Linked DNA regions of Sus scrofa: region 1 is linked to region 2. A link is a contact called in public HiChIP or PLAC-seq data. All regions are on one chromosome and are shown on one strand. The core of a region is the stretch at or near the end of the contact, and the rest is flanking DNA. Distances in the headings are between cores, read along the strand shown.

Region 1 (2,798 bases), core at 244-2,743, 270 kb after region 2:
CCACCATGAGGGAACCTCTGAAAACAGGCCATTCAATGCCTAGAATAAGACTGAGGTTTAGATGGAAGCACAGAGCTGCTCTATAACAAGAGAGAAGACACAAGACAGGGTACAGATAGCAGGAGCTGGGTAGATGTGGAGCAGGCAGGGAACTTTCACTTTTCTCTGTGAACTGAAAGCAGGTCATCAACTTGGGTGCAGGGGTGAGAGAAAAGGAGAAAATACGATATAACCAGGAGAATGAGAAAATGAAGCGAACAGGGAAAAGCAGTTAAATTGTTGGGAGCTGAGAGCCTACTTGAAGTTAATGGTCAGAGGTGAAAGAATCAGCAGGCCTCTTGCTACAGGTGAACAGGCACAGAAGGGAAAGAGAGCTGGATTCCACCAGGGCTCAGGTGTTAACAAGGGGGTGTGATGAGGCAAAACAAGTCCAGGAAGTGACAGTGATGGCGAATCAAGTTTACGTGAAGACAGAGGTGATGAGGGACAGTGAAAGGTGATCAGGTCAATGATGTAGATCCCGGCAGGGCCAGAGCATGGCTGGGGAGGGGGAAACTAAAGTAAAGGAGCTGAAAGAAAAAACTTGTTTTTCAACTGACAATTATTATATAAGACTCTTACTTATTATCAATAAAAGAAATAACATTAAAGCCTAAAATTTAAGTACTGAAAGCCTTTGAAAATCAGGATACTAATACATTAGGTGAAGATTATTTTAAAAAAGGATAAAAATGAAAGCTATCATTGCTGTCCTCTTAATTCCCAACCTAGGAATTTCACTGCTATGCGGCAGGCACTTGCTGGGACACTGGGTGACCACAGGGAGGAGCAAGAAGCCCATCTAGAACACAGAACAGTAGCAGGTCCTATAAGTTACATGATGGGAAGATGAATGAAATGCTAACACACAGTGAGGCCCTTTGAGGAAAGCCACAGAGATGCAGATACTTAAGCAGGGAGTGGGCCAGAGGGACCAGAACCAAGAGACACCTCATACTGGGTAAGCGGAAGGTTCTTTGAGGGAGCAGTGAATACCGAGAGCAGAGAAAGAATCTTTTCTCCTTCCAAACAAAACTCTTAAAACTTTTTCCCATGTTGAATTGTTTTCTTAGGATACATTACCAGAGAGGATGTTATTACAGTGTCAAAGGGCAGGAACACACTTCTGCACTGTCATCAGGATAAAGCTACAACTGTTTCACCACAGATGTGGTGAGTATAAGATCCACTGTCTTTGCTAGCTTAATACATTACAGAAATCTTATTTTAATTTGTATTTCTTTAATGGCAAGGTTAAACAGTAGGATTTTATTGTCTGTCTAATCTGTTTTCTTTAACTCTTCATGTAAATACAGCAATTTCATTTTTTTAGATAGTTCAATCTAGAGTTCACTGTCCAATTTTACTTCTCTAAAGCCTCTTAAGAGTTACAATCTACAGTAATTCTCCACAATTATGTTAGAATAACTTGTTGAGTCATCTGCATTGCAAAAGTATCAAAAGGAGAACTGTTAATCATTTACTTCAAACTAAGATTCTTAGCCCATTTTTAGAACAGAGTGAAAGAGGAAGGTCAAAAGCACACACAAGCACACAAGTCATACAATTACTGTCATGTTGACTACCACTCCTCAATTCCAATTAATCTACCCGGCCTGATCTAAAGAAGAGAGAGCAGGCTGGGTGTGTAAAATGTGACTCTGTCACAAGCACACTCACCGATATCCTGTCTTGGAACTCTGCTGTGGGTACAATGGGAATGGTTCCACCGTGCTTTCCAAATTTTCTTTCCAAACTCTCCTGAACAGACACTATAAAAAGCCAAAAATGACATAACACCAAAAGTGGTCCCAAACTATATCCACAACCCCAAAACAAGTAGTTTTAGAAACCTTTAACATTAATGTCATAAGAGGGTTAATCATTTAAAACTCAAGCTAAAAAGGAATAAAGCACGTTGCCAAATTCCTATATAAATGTGAATTTAGGTCACTGCTCTGTTTCCATAACACCCATTACCAGGGCTTTTCCTTGGCTCTTTAAAAAAGAAAATGCTCAGGGAAAAAGGAACGGAAATCGATGGGAACACTTCACCCAGATTCTCAGAGTGGGCTCAGTAAAGCTCAGCTGGAGGTCTTGGTCTTATTTCAGCTTGAGGATCATTCTAGTGTTAACTCTGGAGCCTACTCTAGCCAAAGACAAGCAGTATTCTCATCAAAAGACTCAAAAAATTCTTGACAGGCCTTTACTAAGAGCAACGTAAGATAGAAATGGATAAGTATCAATGGGAGTTCCTGGTTTAAAATGATACTCTTTATACTACTAATTTACAGCTGCTTTATAAGGTAATGCCCCTAGAACATAAACATTTTAATATAAATATATTCAAGAGGATGAATATTTGAATACGTATTAAGAAACTGTATATTTTTGGTCTAAGACTCCCAAGACCAAAAAATAGTTTTCTGTTCTAAGATTAAATTCTCTGTGAGTTTAATTAGTCCTTTTATTATATTCAGATTTTCCCCAACTTTTTAGATGGCCCAAAAGATTATCTTTGGAGAACAAGATAATCAGAACTTACTGAGCAAGTGGTAGTTGGAATCCCTTTCATATTTGAAGGTCAAACGGCCGTAGCTGACATGATTTAGATTCTTCAGCCACTCAAAGTAAGATACTGTCACTCCTCCAGCATTCAAGTAGAGATCCTATACACGAAGTGACAGGAAAACACCAAAGAAATGAGACAATGATTTTAATAAAACCTTGCAATGAGAGGAGTTCCTGCCATGGCTCAG
Region 2 (2,700 bases), core at 132-2,631:
TACTGCATCACGTTGTGAAGCTGCCCACCTGTCTGGTCTTTGGTTTCCTCAGCTGGGACAGGCTAACTCAAGGCATAGAGAACACACATGACAGGCAAGAGAGTGGCCTGCACTGGGTCTGCCCGTGGCTGGCCTTGCTGGCTGACTGTCCCATTGCTCTGGTCTTTTCTCATCACTGCAAGCAGGAAAGCTCAGCCTTTGTCCCCCTTTTTCTAGGTAAAGTCTGGCCTCTTCCCAGAGCTTGAGGGCAATTCTCAGGCTGGCTTGCAACCCTGCTCCATGAACCTAAGGGGTGATAAGACAGGAACTGAGGCGGGAAGGGCCTTGCTTTAGGGAGCTGACTTTATGTGTAGGGCAGAGAAACCATGATCAGCCCTTTATTTTACAAAATGCACTCTGACAGCAATGTAGAGAAGGAATGGTAGGAGCGGCTTTGGCATCAGACTATGCCAGGGCCCCCTCTGCTATCTAGGGCAAAGTACTTCATCTCTTTGGTGCCTGAATGTCCTCATTTGAAAAATAGGCATGGTATTATGTACACTTGGTGCTCTAAGGATGAAATGAAGCACCCAGCACAGTGTTTGGCACACAGGAGGTGCGTTCTCTGACCCTTCAGAGCCAGGGACACAAAGTTCTGAGGTTAAAAATGCACAGGCTTAGGGAGCAATTTGCAGAGGGCTGAAGTGGTTTAAAAAAAAAAAAAAAAAAATCCCATATGGCGCTGGAGGAAGCAGCTGCCCTGCGGAGATGGGGAGCACAGGAGGGAGTGTGTAAAGGAGTTTGGATGAGCAGCGGCGGCGGGTGGAGTAGGGATTCCGGGTGCAGGGAGGGGATTTCCGCCCCGGCCTGGGCTTCGGGGCCAGGCGGGTCCTTCTGGGCATCTTCCGGGGCGGGTCCCCAGCTTCGGCGCCGCCGCCTCCGCCGCCGGCTCTCCTTCGCAGGCCCGCCAGGGGGCGGCACGGCACCAGGGGAGCGCACCTTCTGGCCTGTCGGTCGCCCCTCTCCTCCTTCCGGGGATGGAGCCCAGGCCGGCGAGACGTGCCGGAGCCCCGGCGCTGCGGGCCTCTGCAGAGTTCCCAGGCCTTGCAGACGTTAACTCATTCTTGCCCAGAGGGAAGGAGGTGGCCCGACAGGCGCGCGCCGGAACTGGCCTGCCTCCGCCCCTCCTCCGCATCCCTCTCCTGGGGATGGGGTCCTGGGGAGGCTGGCAGGCGGCCCGGGGAGAAACCGGGATCGTGGACTTGGGCCCCCTCCGCTGTTCTCCTCTGCAGCTCCTGGCCCCGGAGAGGGCGGGGAGCCCGCGTGCGGCCTGGGCCGCAGCCCCGGCGAGGGCTCCTCCGGTCCGAGGGTGGCGTTCGCAGTGGGATCTTATCGCCGGCGCCGAGGCTGGGCGGCCGCTCCCTGGAGCACCTGGGGCTCGGGAGGGGGCTGTGGGCGGAGGGGCCTGGCGCAGGCCGGAGGAGGCTACGTAGGCCCGCGGGCCAGGCGGGGGCCGGCTGTTCTCGGGAGCCGGGCACAACCTGGAATGAGTCAGAAATCACCTTGTTTAATTACATATTCCTAAGCCGCCGAGTGTGATAGGGGCCTTTTGAACTCGCCAATTAGAGATGAAATATCACCTTCTAATTTGGACGGGCTTCATTCCGTCAAGCAGAAATAGCAACAGCCCCGGGCTCTGAGATGGGATATCAGATCTCTCCGGGCACGTCGGGGATGGTATGGCCAGCCAGGTGAAGGGCTGGAGCTGTGAAGCAGTATCCCCGCGCCCCCATCCTCACCTGGGACGCGGTGCTATGGCAGAGAGGAGCTGCCCGCCCGGTCCTCCTCGAATAAGGAAAGGACTTTAGCTGGAGGGGGTTAGGGGAGTAGTTACCTGGGGGCCAAGATGCAGCCCACCGGGGCCCAGATACCAGCATGCTTCTGACCTGCTTAGACCTTTGTGCTGTGGGGGTTTAGAGAAGGGGGGGTTGATCATGGAGTCTGGAAGTCTTCCCAGAGGAGGGAAGAGAATGGCTGCCAGGCAGAGAGAATAGGGTTAGTATTACTGGAGGGAAGCTGGAAAAGTGGGCAAGGGCCAGATGTGGAAAGAGCTTGCTAAAGCCTGTTTTGCTGCCTAGGGAGTGGTTAAGCAGGGAATCTGGAATTGAGTCCTGCTGCCTGAGCTCCAGATTCAGCTAGATGGTTCACTAGCTCTACAACTTTGAGGGAGTCACCTAAGCTCTCCAAGCCTCAATTCCTCATCTGTGAAATGACTTGAAAATACTATCTGCCTCATTGGATTGCATGGAATATTACCTGAAATAATACAAGGGCCTGGCACTTGAAAGCAGTCAGTACTTGGTAACCGTTGTCCTGATTAGGACAGCACTGTCCAGTGACAATACATTTTCTAGTAGCTACATTTTTAAAAAAGTAAAAAGAAGCAGGTGAAATTAATTGCAATGTATTTTATCTAACTCAGTATATTCAAAATACCATTTCAATGTATAAACAATATAAAATTATTAGTGAAATGGGAAGTTTAATAAACCAGAGTTCCCATTGTGGCTCAGTGGGTTAAGAACCCGACTAGTATCCATGAAGATGTGGGTTCGATCCCTGGCCTCACTCAGTGGATCAAGGATCTGGCATTGCTGTGGCTGTGGTGTAGGATGGCAACTGCAGTTCCAGTTCAACCCCTAGCCCGGGAAATTTCCATAT

Evidence for each region. HiChIP or PLAC-seq counts read pairs in DNA pulled down with a chosen protein or histone mark.
Region 1: a contact with region 2 is called in an H3K27ac HiChIP or PLAC-seq map of alveolar macrophages. The contact joins two enhancer-like sites. A contact is called at or near these places in 1 of 47 Hi-C or Micro-C datasets (embryonic fibroblasts) and 1 of 2 datasets of contacts at active chromatin or transcription factors (alveolar macrophages).

What each region holds. Positions count from the first base shown.
Region 1 is chr14:87,972,243-87,975,040 of Sscrofa11.1, forward strand. GLUD1 (glutamate dehydrogenase 1) reads right to left here. Exons shown (of 13, transcript NM_001244501.1): 10 at 2,585-2,708; 11 at 1,720-1,811. Among named protein-coding and RNA genes, the nearest start is that of GLUD1, 32 kb to the right of the region's middle. Within about 2 kb of position 1,494, at least 21 of the 83 cell types and tissues checked have an H3K27ac peak or open chromatin away from gene starts, as enhancers often do. A contact at or near this core is called in alveolar macrophages and embryonic fibroblasts, where this site is marked.
Region 2 is chr14:87,699,525-87,702,224 of Sscrofa11.1, forward strand. The region is part of intron 9 of LDB3 (LIM domain-binding protein 3); the gene reads left to right. Among named protein-coding and RNA genes, the nearest start is that of LDB3, 40 kb to the left of the region's middle. Within about 2 kb of position 1,382, at least 55 of the 83 cell types and tissues checked have an H3K27ac peak or open chromatin away from gene starts, as enhancers often do. A contact at or near this core is called in alveolar macrophages and embryonic fibroblasts, where this site is marked.